Regions from separate parts of the Ovis aries genome. Here regions 1 and 3 are each linked to region 2. Evidence: chromatin contacts called from public Hi-C data. All regions are on one chromosome and are shown on one strand. Each heading gives the region's core, a stretch centred on a gene start, on an enhancer-like site or on the middle of the called end of the contact. The rest is flanking DNA. Distances are from core to core; before and after follow the strand shown. Region 1 has its middle 180 kb from the start of LPP. Region 2 holds the start of BCL6 (BCL6 transcription repressor). Region 3 has its middle 140 kb from the start of BCL6.

Region 1 (2,700 bases), core at 121-2,620, 210 kb after region 2:
CATTTAAACAGGTAATAGAGGCTTGAGGTGTTTCACATATTTCATTTGGATACCCAAATGAGTTGTCTTGTTTCCTAATACAGGGTTATAGGTTCCTGGAGTGCAGGGATCATCTCTTATGTTTCTTTTGTAATCCCCCTGGTGCCTAGCACATCGTTGGATACAGAGTAGTAGCAATAATCCTTCACTCTCACAGAAGCCTTTAGGGTTGAAACAGCACCTCCATGTGTCATTCAAATGATTCCTGAAACAAATAGCAAGGTCCACAAGGCAGACAATGAGTAGCATCCTATAAGTGAGGAAACTGAGGTCCAGCAAGCTGCACATCCCATGGAGATTCTAACTCAATGCTCTCCCAATTATAATTATTAGGAGAGTAGACAAATGAACAGATCTTGCAGTTCAAATATTTGTAGGTAGCCAAAGGGAAGTGACCTTGTGTTTCACCACTGCCTGTTCTGTTGATGTAGGCTGACCTCCAAAACAGGCTAAAGAATCCACTTTGTATGGGTAGACTCCGTTTGAGAGACAGATGGCCCCTGCCCCTCTGACTTCATCTGGTAATAAGAAGAGATTCCATGGAGAAGCCCGAGTGCTTTGGAATGTGTTTGTGTGGGAGCCTAGATGGAAATCAGCAACCTCAGGGCAAACCTCTGAACCTGCCCATCCTGAGTCTTCTAGGACTCTGACCAAGGCAGGTAGAAGCGGCCAGTCTGGAAGCGGCCTTAGGCACCAAACAGTCCTCAGTGGCCTTCATCTCGTTAATTGTTAAATTCACCCTCTCACATTTAAAGATATTTTAAAAGCCTTTGGAAATGTGTTCCTGTTCCTACAGAAATTACCTCTGAATTTTCTAGTGAAAAGTCTGCCAGCTTTGTTCAGCCAAGTTTCTTTTCCCCCACTCTCTTCTTTGACCATGAAATCAGCTTTTGTGCCAGCGCTCAGATCTAGCAGGTGTTTGACGCATCATGTGCTGTGATAAGAGTTGGTTACAGAAGTTCATTCAAGCTAATCACCATAGCTTTTAAGGCATCATTGCCACTGATCATAAAACTGTCCTTGAAAACCAGAAGCCCAAGATATTCAGCCAGAATGTATTCTTTTCTTTCTACTTTTATGTTCTCTGTGTCCTCTCCACATCTAGTGTAATAGAGAGAGGAGTAGGAGAAGTCAGGGGATGGGGACTTGAATCCTGATTCTGCCCCAAGCCAGCCATGTGACCCTGGTGAAGTCATTTCTCAGTTCTGAGCCTTGTGGCTCTTTTTCACAATGGAGAGGTGAGAGTGGAAGATTGCCAAGTTCTCTATAAGTCCTGATATGTCCTGAAGAGAAGACGAAGACATGCTTGCCTTTCCTCACCCAGAATGTACTTTGCATAAGTGAATTTACTTCCTTTTTTCACTGGTTTGTTCCTCTAGTCAGGGGTGAGGGGAGCGATGCTGCCCACGTGAGCCTGGAGAGGGAGGGGGACTATGTGAGTGTATGGGTGGGGAGGGGCTATGCTGGTAAGTGAAGGAGCTGCTCCTGCTGCTGCTGCTGCTGCTGAGTCGCTTCAGTCATGTCCGACTCTGTGCCACCCCAGAGACGGCAGCCCACCAGGCTCCCCCGTCCCTGGGGTTCTCCAGGCAAGAACACTGGAGTGGGTTGCCATTTCCTTCTCCAATGCATGAAAGTGAAAGTGAAAAGTGAAAGTGTAGTCCCTCAGTCGTGTCCAACTCTTAGCGACCCTGTGGACTGCAGCCCACCAGGCTCCTCCACCCTTGGGATTTTCCAGGCAAGAATACTGGAGTGGAAACACCACTAATTACTTCAACTACATAACACTTATTTCTGTGAGGATATTAAAGGACCTTCCGGGTATTTAGAGTATGAACACCTACAGGAGAATGATGAAGAAATTTTCAGTTCCATAATTGTTCCTGAAAAGGCATTCAGAAATTCTAATTCTGCAAATTAGATTACTTTAGCGGGGAAAAAAGGTGAGAAAAAATTTTCATATCAAGAAGAAAAAAATATCCCCTTGCTATTCTTTGCCCTCAAAACTTTAAAACAGCCCATGGAGAATCAGACTGTAGGTCTTTTTACGCATTAGAGTTTGTACCCAAAAAGTTTGCATATATTTTATCACTTGATCTTTGAAACAATCCTCTGAAAGGAGGCCTTTGTCATTGTCTTCATTTCACAGGTGAGGAAACTAAAGCTCTAACAGGTTTAGCAACTTGTTAGTGTACGCAAATCATAGGTGGCCAAGTTGAGAGTGAACCTGTTGGTCTGGAACTCTCGGTGCTAGGTACTCTTCCACAATATCCCAAGAGGAGTTCTTATTGACCTCAAACAAAGAGGTGAATGGGCTCCCCTGGTGGTTCAGCTGGTAAAGAATCTGCCTGCAATACAAGAGACCAGGATTTGAGCCCTGGGTCGGGAAGATCCCCTGGAGAAGGGAAAGGCTACCCACTCCAGTATTTTTACCTGAAAAAAAAAAGGCTGTGGACAATAGTCCATGGGCTTCCCAGGTTGCACTAGTGGTAAAGAACCCGCCTGCCAGTGCAGGAGACATGAGACGTAGGTTCGATTTGAGACACAGATCAGGAAGATCCCCTGGAGGAGGGCATGGCAACCCACTTGGTATTTTTGTCTGGAGAATCCCACGGACTGAGCAGCCTGGCGGGCTACAGTCCATGGGCTCGCAAAGAATAGGAC
Region 2 (2,700 bases), core at 50-2,549:
CAGGGAAACAGCCATTGGGAGCTAACACCGAGTCACGCAGCGCCCAAAATACAAACACCACGACCGCCAGAAATCCCGCCACCTTCCCGCTTGGCTGGGCCGTTCTGCGAAGGTTCCCGGAGTCCCCGCACTCTGAACAGCACCGCAGGTGCAAACGCGCACCCCTTTCCCACCCCCACCCCCAAATCCCCATCCCGCCACAAGCCTCTCTCCCCAGGACCGGGAGAGGGAGCGCGCGGGGGTTCCCGACTCCCTAGACTGCAACCAAGAAAGAATGATTTCCAAACTATTCAACATCCCCGCCCCCAGGCAAGCTAAACCTCCCCCAAAACGCAGGGGAAGGGGACACCAAAACGCTCGGATCTCGTTAGGAAGATCGCGGCTCAGAAAGGAACACTTCATCTGGGTTTATGAAGGGGAAAAAAAATAAATATCCACTAGGAGTTCGCTTGCATTTCTCCTCCAAAATCTCGGCTCGGAGGTGGGGAATCGAGAGGACCGAGGCCGGTGGAAGGGAGCCAGCGGGGCGAGCGAAAGGGCAGTCTCCCTCCTCGCCTCCCGGAGTGACCAAGAAGGACGGGAGAGGGGAAGGAAGGAGAGGCGAGGGAAAGGAGAGGGAAGGAAGGAAGGCGAGGCTGGAGCGAGGGAGCAAGGAAGGCAGTTTGCAAGCGAGAAAAGAGGGAAAAAAAAACACAGCCGCACGAATCCAGCGAGATCACAAGCCGTACGCAAGCAGCAGCAGAAAGAGCGAGAGCGCGAGCGCGCGTCCTCTCCGCCGTCTGGGGCCAGACAGCCCCCAGACTTGCCCGAATCACCCCCCAAGCACTGTCTCGTCCTTTCTGCTCCGGCCGCCCCCTAATTCCCCTCCTTCCTCTCCTCCACCTCCTCTTCAAAAACCAAAACAACACAAGGGAGGGTGGCAAAAGCCTCCCCAAACCGGCCAATTCACTCAAAGACAACAAGAATAAAATAATAAAAATATAAAAATCTACATCCTAGAGTGGGAGAGACGTGGGACTAATCTTCGGCATTTATTTTAACACCTGACAGCTACAATAAATAAATATATACATTTACATCAATAGATACACATAGGAAACTTGGAGCCAAAGCATTTGGCAAGAGCAGAAAAAAAGAATTAAAAGGTAAAATAATGATCATGAGCAGCGGCGGCGGCAGCGGCACCAGCGGCAACAGCGGCGGCGGCAGCAGCAGCGGCGGCAGCAACAGCAATAATCACCTGGTGTCCGGCCTTTCCTAGAAACTTCTTGCATCACCACTTCTAAGAACCCCAGTTCTAAGAATCAACAGAGCTCAATTCTCGGAATTTGAGCTGGGGACTTTACCACTGCTACGTAGCAGGGGAGGACTCGGTGTCAGCTCTCCACGACTTATGCCTCCTCCGGGCCATAAAAAGCCCTCCAAGCCAAAATATTTTCCCGCTGTCCCGCAGATTTTGGGGTCCTCACGGGCTGAACGTCTCGGGTTTGGAGATTTCGGCGCGAGGGTCGAGGGGCCGGACGGTGGCTCTCCCTCCCCGGCCCCCGGTCGGTGGTACAGCCTGCTCCGCCACCGTCACGTGGGCGCCCCTCTGTGACGTCGGCGTCTTCGCTGTAGCAAAGCTCGGCCTCTGGAATTCTGAGAACTAATTTGCTATTCGGTGACATAAGAGGGGGAGTGCGCTTTGCTTCCCCGGGGTCTGGGGCTCATTTCTCCTCTCTTCCCCATAAACTCAGCTCCTCCGAGCTCAAAACACAAAAGGAAGCGAGAGGTTCGAACCTTTGGGAAAAGTCTGTTATATATAGTAGGTTTCGGGGCGAGTAAGGGAAAAAAAAAAAAAAAAAACACCACAGCTCTTTCCAGCTAGAATATTAGGCACCACGAGAAAAATATTTGCCAAGCAGTTTTCGGTGGGTTCATTTGCTTTATTTTTATTTGGGACAGTTTGGGATTTTTTTTTTTTTCCTTGGTGTGGTGGTTTGGGATTTGGGGTGGTTGTATTATGATGGTTTGCGGATTTTTGCTTCTGATTTTTGCCTTTTGCAACTTTGTGATGTTACGTAAATCGTAGGATCCCGCATCGGTTGGATTTTGTTTTGTTTTACCCCTATGAAATGTCTCAAACGATTTAAGGAAGACGTGTTATTTTAATACTGATAGTGTTGAAAGAAGCTTGAGTTTTTTGTCATATGTAACAATTCCGACCCCCACTTTTTTCAGGGGGGCGGGGAAGGGTGTTCAATTTTCCTTTTTCCCTTGGACTTTTACTGAGAGGACGCTCTCCTGCGCTAGAAAGACATGTTCAAAGGATTTGTTTTGGTTTGTTTCTTTCCAGGACAGCAAGTGGTGGGTTTACTCTGTTATTGTTGACTCTTAGGAAAATTCTTGCTGCAAGAAACGTGTGTGTATGTGTATGTGTACGCGTACGCGTGTGTTCTACAAAATTCTGTGAGCCAAATACATGTTTGTGTTCTGCTTTTTCTTTAGGTCTTGGTTCCCCCCGCTCTCTCCCAGCTCGTTTCAAGGTCGTTGTTAAAAATCTCTCCTGTCTGTGTTTAAAGAGACCAGCCGGAGGGAATTCTAAAGGCCTGCGGTGCCAGTATCACAGATACTGCGTGGATTTAGAACAGACTGTGCTACAACTACAACGCGGTTCACGCAGCACAGTCCTCTTAGTTTTAGAGCTGAGTTAGGAGGAGG
Region 3 (2,700 bases), core at 97-2,596, 140 kb after region 2:
CTACCTACTGCCCCACATGGCTAGAGCCATCCCTTTCAAGCAGCCCTGTGGCCCCATGGCAAATTGTGAAACTGCTGTCCCAAGGCTCTTGCAATCACCCTCTTCTCTATTCCCTTGGGATGCTGGCAGCACACAGAGGGCTGTGGGAGAGGGCTCTGAGCAGTCTCTACCCTGGAAGTGGAGCAAGGATCAAATGGCTCTTTCTTCCTTCTTTTTGGTAAAATGAAACCAAAACCAACTCCATAACTTAGAGGGCAGAGAGGCTGGTTGTAGAGGGCCCCTCAGCCTGAATTTACGTGGACTCCCAACCTTGTGGAGTGTGAAGGCCCTTCTCCTGGGAGCAGGTGGATGTCCTGCCCAAGTCTCTGCAGAATGAAACCAGATGAAGGGTGAGATTCAAAGCAAGATGGTTGACCCAGGAGAAGCAACACTGGGTCAAGGTGCAGGCAGACTCCTTCCAGCATGGCTCTGAGAGACTTACTTCCTGAGTCACTTCACATTCCATCAAAAATGGGGAAGAAGGTATGCCGAAGGAAACAGAATTATGCTTTAAACCTGATATTACCTTTGAACCCTATGACTGCTCTTGGGGACAGACACAGAAAGCATTCTCCTCGCCTATTTCCTTTGTAGTACAGTAGGAAAGCTAATTTTTTTTCCAAGTAACTGAAGTGGACCAGCCTTGAATTTCAGACATTATTATTAGTCATTATTTATATATTAGACATTATTATAAGACCTAAGTTTCATATAACTTAGGTCTTCCATTTCCTCCCCAAGAGGAAACCACATGGCTTCACTAACCCTCCGACTAGGGGAACTCTTTTATTTTTTAAATTTAATTTTTATTTTTTTAACACCAGAAACATTCTGTATTGGGGTATAGCCAATTAGCAATGTTGTTTGTGATAGTTTCAGGTGAACAGTGAAGGGACTCAGCCACACATATACATGTGTCCATTCTCCCCCAAACCTCCCTCCCACACCAGGCTGGCGCATAACATTGAGCAGAGTTCCATGTGCTCTACAATAGGGGGAACTCTTTTTTATAATCCTGCTTTGGATGTGACTTGCCCAGAATTACAAGAATGGCAGCAGCAGAGGCAAAAATTACCGACAGATTGCCCGACTCCTAGTTCCCACTGCCCGTTGCTGGAAGTGCATAATGGAAGTAAGAAAGGAAGCAGGTCTCCAGAGAGACAGACTGACTATTCCTAAGCCTTTATAAAAATAAGCTTCAGATAATCAGAAGTTCGAGGTCAGAGGATAACTTAAGGCCATCACAAGTTGGCCAGATTGAACTCCAGTTCTCCAGAGAATTCTGGCCTTTTGGCAGCCAGATACAGAGCTGAACGCCAAGCCAGCCTGTGTTTAGGCGCAGCTCCAGCCTCCAGCTCCCCGAGCCCAGGCTCCTTGTGCGTCTCGGAGTTTAGCAGCAAACAGGATCCATTCCTGAACATACGCTTTTAATCAGAGACACTGGGACCTGGAGGGGACCTCAGGCATGATTTAATCCCTCTCACTTTGCAGATGTAGAAATCGAAGCCCAGATTGGGGGACAGGACATAGAATGCTTACACAAGGTCACTTGGCAATTTAGGAAACAACACAGCAGGGTGGAAAAGGGCGGTTTTGGGGGTGGCAATCTGGTTCCACATCCCAGTTCTGCCAATTATCAGCCAGGAGATCCGAGGTAAGTCGCTTAACCTCCCTGAATACCAGTGTGCTAATCTGTAAAACTGGAGGAGGGGGGCAAAATCTCATTGCCTGAATGGTGAGATTTTTGATAGTTAAATGAGATGAAAAATACCAAAGTGATTTGTAAACAGGAAGTCATTATTCATACTTCAATGTTCGGATTAAATGATAATAAAAACACACAGCCTAATAACAAGAGTGCACTCTTCTGAATGCTGTCTGCATGCCAAGTTGTTTCATATACTTTGCTTCTTTTAACTCCTGAAACCCAAGAACTCTCACCAGTAACCATTTGCTTGAGGCAGGGTTTAAACCAGGTCATTTACATAGCAGGATTTCAACAGTCTCTCGCACAGTACCCTCAGTCCTGCGAAATCTGGGCCTGGGCTTCCATTCTCAAGCCACATTTGGCTCCCCGCTTATCCCACCTCTATTCTAGGGAATGGGAAACTCTTGGCTGTTGAGGGCAGGACACTTTCCTCATGTCTGCTAGCTCCAGGAGATATTATGGTACTCTGCACAAGGTGAAATAGTCGAAAATAAATAAACTAATAGAATTAATTAAATCAAGAGTGACTTAATAGATGCATTAATGTTTCTTTTTTAACAATAGTTTTATTGAGGGCTAATTGGATGGGAAAGGGTCTTTGATTTCTATCCAGAATCCATCAACTTCCCGGTAAGCCAGAGGCAAGAAAAAGATGTTCCCAGATAATTAAATCATATAGAAAACCTGAGTTTGCCAAGGCTTTCACACAAGAAATTGAGTGTGCATAGACATAGAACAGCCTTGTGGTTGCCCAGGGGAGAGGAGGATAGAGAGGGATGAACTGGGAGTTTCAGGTTGCTGGATTGGTAGATGCAAACTGGGCTTCCCAGGTAACTCAGTGGTAAAAGAATCCCCCTGCTAATACAGGAGACACAGGTTGATCCCTGGGTCAGGAAGATCCCCTTGAGTAGGAAATGGCAACCCACTCCAGTATCCTTGCCTGGAGAGTCCCA

The links. Hi-C and Micro-C count contacts between places; a contact is called where the count stands out from the background.
Region 1: a contact with region 2 is called in a Hi-C map of liver, with 11 times the contacts expected there. The contact joins the enhancer-like site here to the promoter of BCL6 in region 2. A contact is called at or near these places in 3 of 16 Hi-C or Micro-C datasets (liver, mixed tissues and muscle).
Region 3: a Hi-C map of liver shows a contact between it and region 2, with 4 times the contacts expected there. The contact joins the enhancer-like site here to the promoter of BCL6 in region 2. A contact is called at or near these places in 2 of 16 Hi-C or Micro-C datasets (blood and liver).

The regions. Positions count from the first base shown.
Region 1 is chr1:200,169,866-200,172,565 of ARS-UI_Ramb_v3.0, reverse strand. No RefSeq gene overlaps it. Among named protein-coding and RNA genes, the nearest start is that of LPP, 180 kb to the right of the region's middle. Within about 2 kb of position 1,370, at least 4 of the 54 cell types and tissues checked have an H3K27ac peak or open chromatin away from gene starts, as enhancers often do. A contact at or near this core is called in liver, where this site is marked.
Region 2 is chr1:200,383,560-200,386,259 of ARS-UI_Ramb_v3.0, reverse strand. It overlaps BCL6 (BCL6 transcription repressor), which reads right to left and starts at 1,299. Exons shown (of 10, transcript XM_042233309.1): 1 at 1-1,299. It overlaps LOC105602706 (a long non-coding RNA gene), which reads left to right and starts at 1,648. Exons shown (of 3, transcript XR_001021447.5): 1 at 1,648-1,910.
Region 3 is chr1:200,244,622-200,247,321 of ARS-UI_Ramb_v3.0, reverse strand. No RefSeq gene overlaps it. Among named protein-coding and RNA genes, the nearest start is that of BCL6, 140 kb to the left of the region's middle. Within about 2 kb of position 1,346, at least 11 of the 54 cell types and tissues checked have an H3K27ac peak or open chromatin away from gene starts, as enhancers often do. A contact at or near this core is called in liver, where this site is marked.